Regions from separate parts of the Sus scrofa genome. Here region 1 is linked to region 2. Evidence: chromatin contacts called from public Hi-C data. All regions are on one chromosome and are shown on one strand. The core of a region is the stretch at or near the end of the contact, and the rest is flanking DNA. Distances in the headings are between cores, read along the strand shown. Region 1 holds the start of TMEM173 (transmembrane protein 173). Region 2 overlaps DNAJC18 (dnaJ homolog subfamily C member 18).

What was found. Hi-C and Micro-C count contacts between places; a contact is called where the count stands out from the background.
Region 1: a contact with region 2 is called in a Hi-C map of retroperitoneal adipose tissue, with 3 times the contacts expected there. The contact joins the promoter of TMEM173 here to the enhancer-like site in region 2. A contact is called at or near these places in 3 of 5 promoter capture datasets (fetal liver, fetal skeletal muscle and liver), 35 of 47 Hi-C or Micro-C datasets (adipocytes, adipose tissue, alveolar macrophages and 17 more) and 2 of 2 datasets of contacts at active chromatin or transcription factors (alveolar macrophages and skeletal muscle).

What each region holds. Positions count from the first base shown.
Region 1 is chr2:141,364,079-141,369,818 of Sscrofa11.1, forward strand. TMEM173 (transmembrane protein 173) reads right to left here and starts at 1,485. Exons shown (of 6, transcript NM_001142838.1): 1 at 1,259-1,485; 2 at 953-1,136; 3 at 598-706. The coding sequence starts at 1,485.
Region 2 is chr2:141,306,667-141,312,611 of Sscrofa11.1, forward strand. DNAJC18 (dnaJ homolog subfamily C member 18) reads right to left here. Exons shown (of 9, transcript XR_002341938.1): 4 at 5,205-5,390; 5 at 4,109-4,218; 6 at 3,021-3,130. Among named protein-coding and RNA genes, the nearest start is that of SPATA24, 16 kb to the left of the region's middle. Within about 2 kb of position 3,520, at least 13 of the 83 cell types and tissues checked have an H3K27ac peak or open chromatin away from gene starts, as enhancers often do. A contact at or near this core is called in retroperitoneal adipose tissue, where this site is marked.

The DNA of each region.
Region 1 (5,740 bases), core at 235-2,734, 55 kb after region 2:
GGTTCGGTCCCTGGCCTTGCTCAGTGGGGTAAGGATCCGGTGTTGCCATGGGCTGTGGTGTAGGTCACAGATACGGCTCAGATCTTGAGTTGCTGTGACTCTGGCATAGGCTGGTGGCTACCGCTCCGATTGGATCCTAGCCTGGGAACCTCCATATGCCTCAGGAGCGGCCCTAGAAATGGCAAAAAAGCCAAAAAAAAAAAAAAAAAGAAAGAATTTATGGGTGACTTGTGACAAGTCACTTAATGGCTCTCAGTCCTCTATTTCATCCTGTAAACCAGGCTTAATAATAACAGCCTTCACGCCTATAAGATTGCTTTGGGAATCAAATGGTTTGTCAGACAGGAAAATGCTTTGAAAAATACAGTAAGTCCTGGAAATACAAGATGGGGTGCCTTATTGTCTGTCTGTCTCTCTCTCTCTCTTTTTTTTTTTTTTTTTTTTTTTTTTTTTTTGCTTTTTAGGGCCACACTCGCGGCATATGGAGGTTCCTGGGCTAGGGGTTGAATCGGTGCTGCCGCTGCAGGCCTACACCACAACCACAGCCACGCCTGTTGTCTGTCATAATCTGAAGATGGGGCATAGAGGATGGCCCACCTGGGAGGATCAGCCGCAGGTACCCGATGTAATAAGACCAGGCCAGTCCATGAGCCACGTTGAAGTTCCTTTTTTCACAGATTGCAGAGACTTCAGCTGGGGCCAGGTGCTGTGGAAAGCAGAGTGGAGCCAGGGAGCCTCCATGAAGGCCAACCAGAGCCCTCCTCCTCCAGGAAGCTCTCCCGGCCTGCTGCCAACTGGCTCCTTTCTCTGCCGTCACTGAACCCAGAACATCGCAGGCTCTCCTCCATGGACCAACCTCTACACTCGTCCCGCTCTCAGGACTGAGCCCAGAGCAGGTCCCAGCAGCCACATGTCCCCTTGGCCAGCCCCACCACCTCCCTCTGTGTCATACCTGGAGGCCCAGGAGGATGTTTAGGGCCTGCGAGAGGCCCAGGAGGGCCAGCATCCAGGGGAGGGGCAGGCCAGCCTTGTCTCGGATGGAGAAGTAGAAGTAGCAGGACAGCAGCAGCAGGGCTCCACAGCGGATGGGGCAGCCCAGGCAGGCCCGCGCAGCCCTCCAGTAGCTGCTCTGGTACCTGCAGGCAACAGCCAAGCCCCAGGTCCCAGCCCAGCTCAGCTAGAGAGATTCAAGGCGAGACAGGCCGGGGGGGCGGGGGAGTCAAGGGAGTGAAGCATGTTGGGTACCACAAGGAGTCACCTGGAGTGGACGTGGCACAGCTCCTCCGCCAGACTGCAGAGCCCCTTCACCAGCAGTCCTATCTGCTGGGAGGCCAGGTGGAGCACCAGCCACCGGAGCGTGTATTCTGGCAGCTCCCCCAGCCCCCAAAGGGCCACCAAGCAGGCACCTAGAAGGACCAAGGCTGCCACCTGAGCCCTGAGGCCCCTGGGCTGTGGGATGGATGGATGCAGGCTGGAGTAGGGCATCTGTAGGAACCAAGAAATCCACAGCTGTCCTTCCCTCGCTCTCCTACCGTTTCGGGACTAAGGCCCTGGCTGGGCACTTCCTCCAGCTCTGTGTTTGCCTAGTACCCAACCAGAGCCAGAGGCTGCTCCTGGAGATACTTCTAGGGGACAGGCTGGGCACATAGCATCCCAGAGCTCCATAGAGATTTGTTGAACACAGAGCAAGTGGAGAAAGAAATGCAAGCACCCCCCCACAAACACCCCACCCAAGCCTCACCGAGACCGCCGGCGCAATGAAGAAGAAAGTGAGCCACGATCCCAGACCCAGACCCGCAGGTGTCTGTGACGCACCACCCACCGGACACTCAGGGGCTGGAGTCTCCCTCTCCCCAGGTCCCCCAGGGAGGACCTTAGTCAGCGAATCTGAAAACCACAGTTCAGGGGTGGGGGCAGGGCAGCCGGAAAGCTGCCACCCATCGCTGCACCGCCGGGGGCCTCACCCCCAGCAGCCTCTGCCTTGGAGCTCTGGCCGGGCTGCTGCCCATCTCACCTTCTGCCTCCCAGACCGCAGGTTGTTTCTGGAAGACGGCAAGGGGAGAAGGTCCTGTCCAAGGGCTCCCAGCCCCACGGGGCCTTTCAGGCTGCAACCCGAAAACGAAAGATTCAAAACAATCACAGCTTTCTTCACCACATCCCTCCAGGCTCGGCGCTGGGGAGCTTATTTCCCGCCTCCGAGGAGGGAGGAAGCGCCCCAAGGCCTCGGGAGCCACGCCCAGCTTGGGGTGAGGGAAGCTGCCAAGTCTCCCATGGCAGTGCCCCAGGCCATCCCCCGACCCGAGGGTGTTCAGAAACTCCCTCCAACTCCCTCAAGGCCCCACAATCAAACACACTCCACCAACACCCAGGGGAGACGGCCCACACCCAGCCAAGCGCACACGCTGCCCTGCCTGAGTGGTTTCATTCCAATTTCCAGAAGCAGATCCTCTTTCTCTGAAGCCGGGGCAATCAGGCTGGAGGTGGGGAAATGAACCGTGATTTCCTGTAACAACAACCTTTGAGTAAAAAGCTCATGGAGGAGTTTCCGACATGGCTAGGAGGAACCTGAGTCTGACTAGCGTCCATGAGGATGCAGGTTCGATCCCTGGCCTCGATCAGTGGCTTAAGGATCCGGTGTTGCCATGAGCTGTGATGTAGGTGGCTGGCTGTGGCGTAGGCCAGCATCTACAGCTCCAGATTCCTACCTAGCCTGGGAATCTCCATATGCTGGGGGGGTGGCCCTAAAAAGACACACACACACACACACACACACACACACACACACACACACACACTAAATAAATAAAAATACAAAGCCAAAACTTTAAAAAATGAAAAGCTCATTGGGAGCAAAAGACCTGCAGAAGGGTGGGGTTTCAGTTCTCCCCGGGAAGGGGCAAGGCGGGTGGCTTCTCAGAGAGCACCTGGTACATCCAGCCAAAAAGGCAATCACGTGGATAATAATAAAAACAACAACAACAACAACAACAAAGTGCTTACCATGCTTCAGACATTATGCCGAGAATTGCTCATGTTTTCATTTAATCTGTGCAGCCACCCTGTCAGGAAGCTACAGAACTTTCCACAGTGAGGTGAACTGACTTGCCCCACTCCCATCGTGGCTAACAGAGGAGGAAGTGGGGAGGTGAACCAGGTGGGTGGCTCCAAAGGCCAGCTGGCTTGGCGCCTTGATTTTCCAGAAAGGAGTGGAAGGTGCCAGGATCAGGTTTCATGCTCATACTTTTCCCTGGGGTGGGAAGTGTTCTGGCCTCTCTCAGGCACACTGGTAGGCTGATTGGATTCCAGGAAGGGGCCGGCCTGGGAATGGGATCGGGGTGGCAGCCACAGAGCAGCCGCAGTCCTTTCCTGCCTAGATCCTTCCCCACATCGCAACTGGACATGAGAAGACACATCGACTTCATAGATGCCTCGGGCCTCCCAGAAGCAAGGAGGCTTCCTGAGAACTCTCTCGTTAAAAAATAATAATAATAATTTTCTGTGGAAGTTCCTGTTGTGGTGCAGTGGAAACGAATCCAACTAGTATCCAAGAGAATGCAGGTTCGATTCTTGGCCTTGCTCAGTGGGTTAAGGATCTGGCATTGCTGTGAGCTATGGTGTAGGTCATAGATGCGGCTCAGATCTGGTATCGCTGTGTCTGTGGTGTAAGCTGGCAGCCGCAGCTCTGACTCAGCCCCTAGCCTGGGAACCTCCACATGCTGCGGTGAGGCCCTAAAAAGCAAAAATACAAAAAACAAACGAACAAACAAACCTCAAAATGGAGAGAATTCCCTACATTTTTTCTTCCCTACGATTGACTCACAAAGGGTCAAAGGAAGTCAAAGGTGCTGAAAAAAAGCCTGAGCAGAGTCCTCCCTGGGTGGGCAGCTCCATACCTGCCCACACCTGCAGCCTCCCCTTCAGGATCCTGCCCAGCGGCCAGCGCCACCTCCCCTGCTTCCGCTGGTCATCATTTTCCCAGGAGTACTTCCTCATCTTAGGTCAGTTTGAGAACATGTTAATTTTTTTTTTTTTTTTTTTTTTTGGTCTTTTTGCCTTTTCTAGGACCGCTCCCGTGGCATTTGGAGGTTCCCAGGCTAGGAGTCTAATTGGAGCTGTAGCCGCCAACCTACACCAGAGCCACAGCAACGTCAGATCTGAGCCGCGTCTGTGACCTACACCACAGCTCAGGGCAATGCCGGATCCTTAACCCACTAAGTGATGCCAGGGATTGAACCCGCAACCTCATGGTTCCTAGTCAGATTCATTAACCACTGAGCCACGACAGGAACTCCAGAACATGTTAATTTTTTACCTTGTTGACCGACGGTGAAATGTCATGTTGGTTTATAAGGTTATGGACCATTTGTTTTTACATGGATAATTGTGGCGCCTTGCTTACCCAGTGTGTTTTTTTAAATTTGAATATTTTGCTGTTTTGTTTTGTTATGTTTTGTTTCTCTCCCCATTAGGTAATCACATGGAAAATTCAGCTGTCCACATCTCTTCATCAGACTTGTAAACCAAGGGAAGAATGGGCTTTTGAGATTTGTTTTTAAGATGACACTTTGAGGAAGGAAATGTTCTATAAAAATCAACCAGAAAATGTTGTAACATTTTTTTCTTTGCCAGGATGTCTTCGTAATGTATTTCATGTTAGAATATCCACGACAGATAAACTGACTTGAATCGTTTGGAGCAATTTTGCCCTGTGTTCTATGTGTTTTATGCACATATTTGCAGTTGGACTTTCTCCAACAGAAAGTGGTTTCACTACTGGCACATTAACAAGCACCAACAGGGAGCTCCTGTTGTAGTGCAGCGGAAAGGAATCCAACTAGGAACCATGAGGCTGTGGGTTTGATCCCTGGCCTTGCTCAGGGGGTCAGGGATCTGGTGTTGCCCTGAGCTGTGGGTAGGTTGCGGACACGGCTCGGATCTGGTGTGGGTGTGGCTGTGGCTGCGGTGTAAGCCCGCAGCTGTAGCTCCGATTCAATTCCTATCCTGGGAACCTCCATATGCCAGGAGGGTGGCCCTAAAAACCAAAAAAAAAAAAAAAAAAAATACCAGAAACAAAAAAAACAAGCACCAATAGATTTTTATTCCAACTCCAAGCACTGTGGTTGAGTAAAAGCACCTCAATTTTTCATTACCCCAAGATAACTGCATTTTCATATTCTTTATTTGTAAAGGAGTGATCTGCTGTCGATACAGGTGTTTTTAATTTTTTCATTTCATTCCACCACCATCAGATGCAGCTCCCTCTTTTGTTTAATGAAGGGATAGATAAACTGTCTAACGGTGTCTTCAGAAATTTATAAAGTGTAAATACTGATTTGGTTGGTCTTTCACATGTGTTTAACTGTGAGGCTATTTAACTGTGGATGTGATTTGTCATCCAATATTAAGTTCTTAGTCATTGATTTTTCTGTTAAAAACCATAGGAAAGAGGGAAACTGCAGCTTTCATTACAGACTCCTTGACTGGTAAGCTCTCCAACTGATGAGTTCCAGTAAACTCTGATTATGCCTTTGGGTAGCGGATTTTTTTTTTTTTTTTTTTTTTTTTTGGTCTTTTTGCCATTTCTTGGGCCGCTCCCGCGGCATATGGAGGTTCCCAGGCTAGGGGTCGAATCCGCGCTGTAGCTGCCGGCCTACGCCAAAGCCACAGCAACGCGGGATCCGAGCTGCATCTGAGATCTACACCACAGCTCACGGCAACGCCAGATCCTTAACCCAATGAG
Region 2 (5,945 bases), core at 2,270-4,769:
GTTCAAATGGACTCAGTCTTAGCACATTTATTCCCTTCAGGGATTTACCTCCCTCTCTTCTCTCTTTTTAAATTTAAGATACACAAGAGTTCCTGTTGTGGCGCAGTGGAAATGAATCCAACTAGTATCCATGGGGATGAGGGTTCAATCCCTAGCCTCACTCAGTGGGTTAAGGATCCGGCACTGCCATGAGTTATGGTGTAGGTCACTGACATGGCTTAGACCCCGAGTTGCTCTGGCTGCGGTGTAGGCCAGTGGCTGTACTCTGATTCGATGCCTAACTGGGACCTTCCATGTGCCGCACGTAAGGCCCTAAAAAGAAAAAAAAAAAGTTTAAGGCCTGCACCACAATGATTCATACATGCCGTTTTTCGTATATTGTGAAATGATCAAACAACAGGTTCAGCTAACATCTAGCTTTTCATCTACGTAACAACAGAAACGAAAGAAGAAACAAAGGAAAAAATTTTCTCCTTGTGATGAGAACTCTTAGGATGTGCCCTCTCAACAATTTTCCTCTCATTTCCTATCACACAGCAGTGTTAACTACTGCAGCCGCTACGCTGTACATCGGATCCCTCCTCCTTATAGACCTGAGAACTGTTAGTCCCTCCAACTCCCCTCCCTTCCCCTCTACCTCTGGTAGCCGCAAGGCTGATCTCTTTTCTATGAGCTTGGGGTTTTTTTAGATTCCACATGTAAGTGAGATTGTACAGTATTTGTCTTTCTTTGGCTTACTTTACTTAGCATAATGCCTTCAAGGTCCATCACTGTTTTCACAAATGGGAGGAGTTCCTCATTTTTATGTCTGAGTAATACTACTCCATTGAATATACATAGACCACAACTTCTTCGCCCATTCAGCCACTGATGGACACTCAGATTGTCGCCATGTCTTGACTACTGTATATACACTGCTCTGAACATGGCGGCGCAGCTGTCTGGGTTCCCCTCTGTGAGACTGCTTCTTTCGAGGCTAAAAGTAAATCTCTGCATGCATAACAGCAATTTCTGTAATGTACAGGACCTCGCATGGCACCTGGCACAGAGCAGGCTACTGATAAATTTGGCTGAACGAAATGAATGTTACAGTAAACGATTTACAAATAACCAGACAGCTCATACCAACTTAGTTCCAATTGTGAGGTCATGATAAAAAGTACTTCACACACAGTCGTGAGGTGAGAACTACCAAAAACTGTGACAAATATTTCAGTGAGAGGGGAGGGATGGATTGGGAGCTTGGAACTGGCACACTATTGTACGTGGAATAAATGGTCAATGGGGACTTGCTGTGCACTACAGGGAAACCTACTCGAGATTCTGTGATACCCTATATGGGAGTGGATATGTGTGTATATGTATCATTGAAATGCTTTGCCCTACATCAGAAATTAACATAACACTGTAAATCAACTACATGTCAGTAGCATTTTAAAAAAAGATTTCAATGATATCTCCAGGCTAATGCTCAGTGGGTTTAAGATCCCCAATGGTATCTGGTGTTCGGAAACATTAACAGGTCTCAGTTAACTAAAGTCCAGCCATTAGAAAGTATAGGAGTTCCCCTCATGGCTCAATGGTAATGAACCTGACTAGTATCCATGGGACGCAAGTTCGATCCTTGGCCTCGTTTAGTGAGTTAAGGATCTTGCAATGCTGTGAGCTATGATGTAGGTTGCAGACATGGCTCGGACCCAGCATTGCTGTAGCTCTGGCTCGACCCCTAGCCTGGGAACCTCCATATGCCGCGAGTGTGGCCCTAAAAAGACCAAAAGAAAAAAAAAAAGTATAGAAGGGAGCTCAAATTCAAGTTAATATAATGTGACAGTGATGTACAAAATTCAAACTGATTTTGTTCAAGCTGGACAAAATCCATCTTAAATGGGCTTTATTTGACCTTTTCCCAGCCTTTTCCTTTGACCTCTCACCTTGGGGATCTTGCTGGATGTCTAAGAACACAGGCCACTCGACTACTCTCGCTTCCCTCTGGGAAGCTGTTGGCAGGGAAGGTTCCTGCCTGTCGCACTGGCCTGACCAGAAAAGGGGTGCCAGTGGTACGTACACAGAGGAAGTCAGTAAATAGAGGGGTATCAGGCCGGCGTGACCTGATAGCAATGATCTCTCTCTAGATCATTCTAGTGATCCACAATGAGAGTCTTTAGCCCAATGATCACCAACAAGAGCTCTTCCTGTTAGGTATTGTTCCATGGAGCCCACATTTGGAAAGGTTTTTGTCTGCTAAGCTATAAGAGCAAAAACTCATTTCCCATTAATAATTTAAAAAGTAATGAATCCAATGAGTCTCAAACTTTAGTAGAGGGCATGGCAAACCTCACACTGCTGGTTCTCACCGCAGAGTTTCTGATTCAGCAGATACGGAGTAAAGCCTAAGAGTCTGCATGTCTACATGCTGCCAGTTAATGCTGATCAGGGACCAAACTTCTGAGAAATGACTTAAAAAAATTCATTACTAAATCTAAAAATTCCTATCAGAGCTCGTGTTTTCCATGCAATGCAAACTTTAGAATGACTTTCTATATTTTCAGCAAAAGCAAAGAAATGAGATACTACGGTTTGACTGTACAGCCTTATCATGAATAGATGTCTTATTCTTGCAATTTCTTAAATTGGAAATAATCACCAGGTCTTAGTTGCTATGTTCTCAGACCCACAGGGGTCCAGCGATACTATCACAAGCTCCGTAAGGTCCTTTTTCTAAGTCTAAGATGGTATGATAAGGATTTAATCTAAACCAGGAGTTAGTTAATTCTTCAGAAGCCAGCTTGTGCTGTTCTACAGCTGACCAGACGGTGTCGCTGTAGAACAAAACAATCAGGTCCTGAGGGCTGGGCGGAGCGGCCTATGGTACTTTTGCATTATCACTACCCAGCTGTTCCTGTCAACGCAAACTCAGTGTTTTCTACAATACAAGGTGAAAGGAAATGTTAGTAATGTACCAGCAAAAACTGCAAGTGTTTCATTAGATTGTTAAGAAAGATTATCAGCATTTGACTTACGATTTATAGAACAGACTATACGGGGGATTAGCAGCTAGCAGCTGAGTAATCACAGATATGATCACAATCACCAGAACTGGAAGTAACTGAATAAATGCAGAATATGTAGTCTGAAAAAGAGAAAGTATTTGGTATAAGTGTTGTTCATCCACATGCAGCTTAGTGAAAACAGGATAGTTTTCCCAAAGAAAATACCAATTACCGATGCACTGCACAGAGCTCCAGGCTTTTCTGGGAAGGCTGTCCTCTGTGCTGAGAAGTACCAGACAACCCTGCTTTGTCAGCCTGAAAACGCTGAAGGAGGCCCACTCACAACCTGGATTTACACCCGGTAATCCTTCTGCAGCCCCCTTTTCTAAGACCAGTGAGGCAGAGACACCTGTTTGTGAGACTGCCCAAACTGTGCCTCTCACAAGGTCTCGTTACTATGCAACTCTGTTGTCTTGGCCTCAGCTGAACAGACCGTGGGACATCTAGAGGACATCTAACTGTAGCAGAAATAATCACACTCTCCTTCCTGAAGATCTGGGATTGAGATTCATGACCACCCACTGCTAGGCAATCACCAGAAGAAAGGACACACGCTCTGACGCACTGGAGACGGGCAAGAGGAAGCAGAAAGCCAGGCCGCTTAAAGAACAAAGGAGATGAAGAGAGGCGGGAGAACTGGAGACAGCTGGCCCCAAGAGTCATGGGGCGCACAGCTTGTGGGTGCCTGACAGCACCCCAGTTCCTGGTTCCCGCCTGTCTTAAGGCCCAGGCTGCTTCCTGCCCTTGAGCTTCATGAGACTCTCTTGATGCCTTACCTTAAACCCCCTTTAGTTTTGAGTATTTTGAAGGGAGTTTCTATTCTCTGCTGTCAAGAAAACCCTGACCAAAACAGCCCCACAGATTTCCTGGGACCATCACCAAAGAAGGGGTGGGGAAGAGGGGTGCATTCTGGCCTATTTGGGCCAACTGTCCAGCTCTTTTTACTGTGCCTCTGCTTTCATAAAGCATGCTTTAGTGACACATTTCAAGGTGACCTTCAAATAGGTCTGCTCATACAAGTACTTATGGGCAGCAGCTGTCCTGTCCTCCCTGGGTACCTGAGGTTTATCTTCTTCCTCCTCCTTCCGTGTCTGCATCCTCTCATGTCGGTGCCGCCGGCGGTAATAGTGAGTGTCGTCTGTCACATTTGAGAACATATGAATGTTTCCTGGAAAAGAAAGAAAAACACTCAGTAGGTGACACAGCGAACATCCCTTCCTTGCCTTTTCCAAGGCCCTTGCTTCCAGCTAGGTTCTCCGGGGGCACAGGACTACCCCATTTTACCCAGGAAGAATAAGACAGTAGGGATGTCGAGCAAACCAGCTGAAAATGGGACATGCTCAGCTCTCCTGCCCCTATTTAAACAGTCTTTGTAACCAGTGACAGAGAAGCGGATGAAGAAAGAGCACTTGGGCCATGAAGCCTGTCTCCACGCTCATGCCTGCTCCTTGCCCAATAACGGATTATGTCACTAGTATCTTTAATAGCAACTCACAAAATTTAGCTTTCTTTCTAAGCATTTAATTATTCCAGCTTCCAACGCTTTGGGGGTACTTTTCTCACCTTTATCTTTATATAAGGGGCTCTTTTTACAATAATAATAATAATAATAATATAGGCATTTTGCTTCTAATTTATAAAACACTTAAAAATATCCAATCCTGGGAGTTCCCGTTGTGGTGCAGCAGAAATGAATATGACTAGTATCCATGAGGATGCAGATTTGATCCCCAGCCTCACTCAGTGGGTCGGGGATCCGGTGTTGCTGTGAGCTGTGGTGTGGGCCGCAGATGCAGCTCAGATCTGGCATTGCTGTGCCTGTCGTGTAGGCTGGTAGCTGCAGCTCAGATCTGACTGCAGCCTGGGAACTTCCATATGCCGTGGGTGTAGCCCTAAAACAAAAAGGACAAAAAAAATCCAATCGTCACAAAGCCTTGTGAGGTTGGTCTTACCAGCCCTGTTTTTCAGGTAAGGAAACAAGACCAGATAAAATCAAAATTATGTGTAGCAGGAGGCTAGAGATGTGCCTAAACCCTAGCTCATCTGGATCCAAAGTCTTGTTGTTTCTACTATACTGTGGTCCCTGTATTCAGATCTTCAAACAGATCCTCAAAATACATACGACTTTTTAGGCAGTAACTCTGGGACACTAACCTGTAGGAAAATGCCCTCCAAAGAAGACGTTGAACAGCTCTTCTGGAGTGATGTCTGCTTCAAAGTCCCTGTAATAATTATATGGTCTGGCTCGAGGGGCAGTGAAAGTCATCTGTTCGTCTCCATATTCATCATAGCGGAGTCTCTTGTCAGGATTGCTCAGGACTGCAAAGGCATTTCCTATCGCTGCAACAAAAACAAAAAGCACCTCAGATCCTGTTGTGGCTTAGCAGTAAAGAACCTGACTAATATTCCACGAGGATGTGGGTTCGATCCCTGGCCCTGCTCAGTGGGTTAAAGGACCCAGTGTTGCCACCCAAGCTGCAGTGTAGGTGTGGACATGGCTCGGATCTGGCATTGCTGTGCCTGAGGCGTAGGCCGGCAGCTGCAGCTCCCATTCAACCCCTAACCTGGGAACCTCCATATGCGGCAGGTGCAGCCCTAAAAAGGAAAACAAAACAAAAACCATAAAAAGAGACCAATCAAACAAAGAAAAGCTGAGTACATACTCCTTGCTGTAGCTCTGGGTGAGCACAGCAGCAGCAGTGAAGAGCCGAGAACTGATTGGTGCGACAACTCCACAGTGACCCAAGGAGAACTACATGGGCCTGGAACGTTCACCCAAGTGCCTGCCCTTGAAATTTCCCACGATATAGTTTCATAAGCCAGAAACAAGAGACTCAAGATAAACTAAGAACGACTGTTTTCAGTCATCAAAAATGTGTTATTTTACTTGATAGC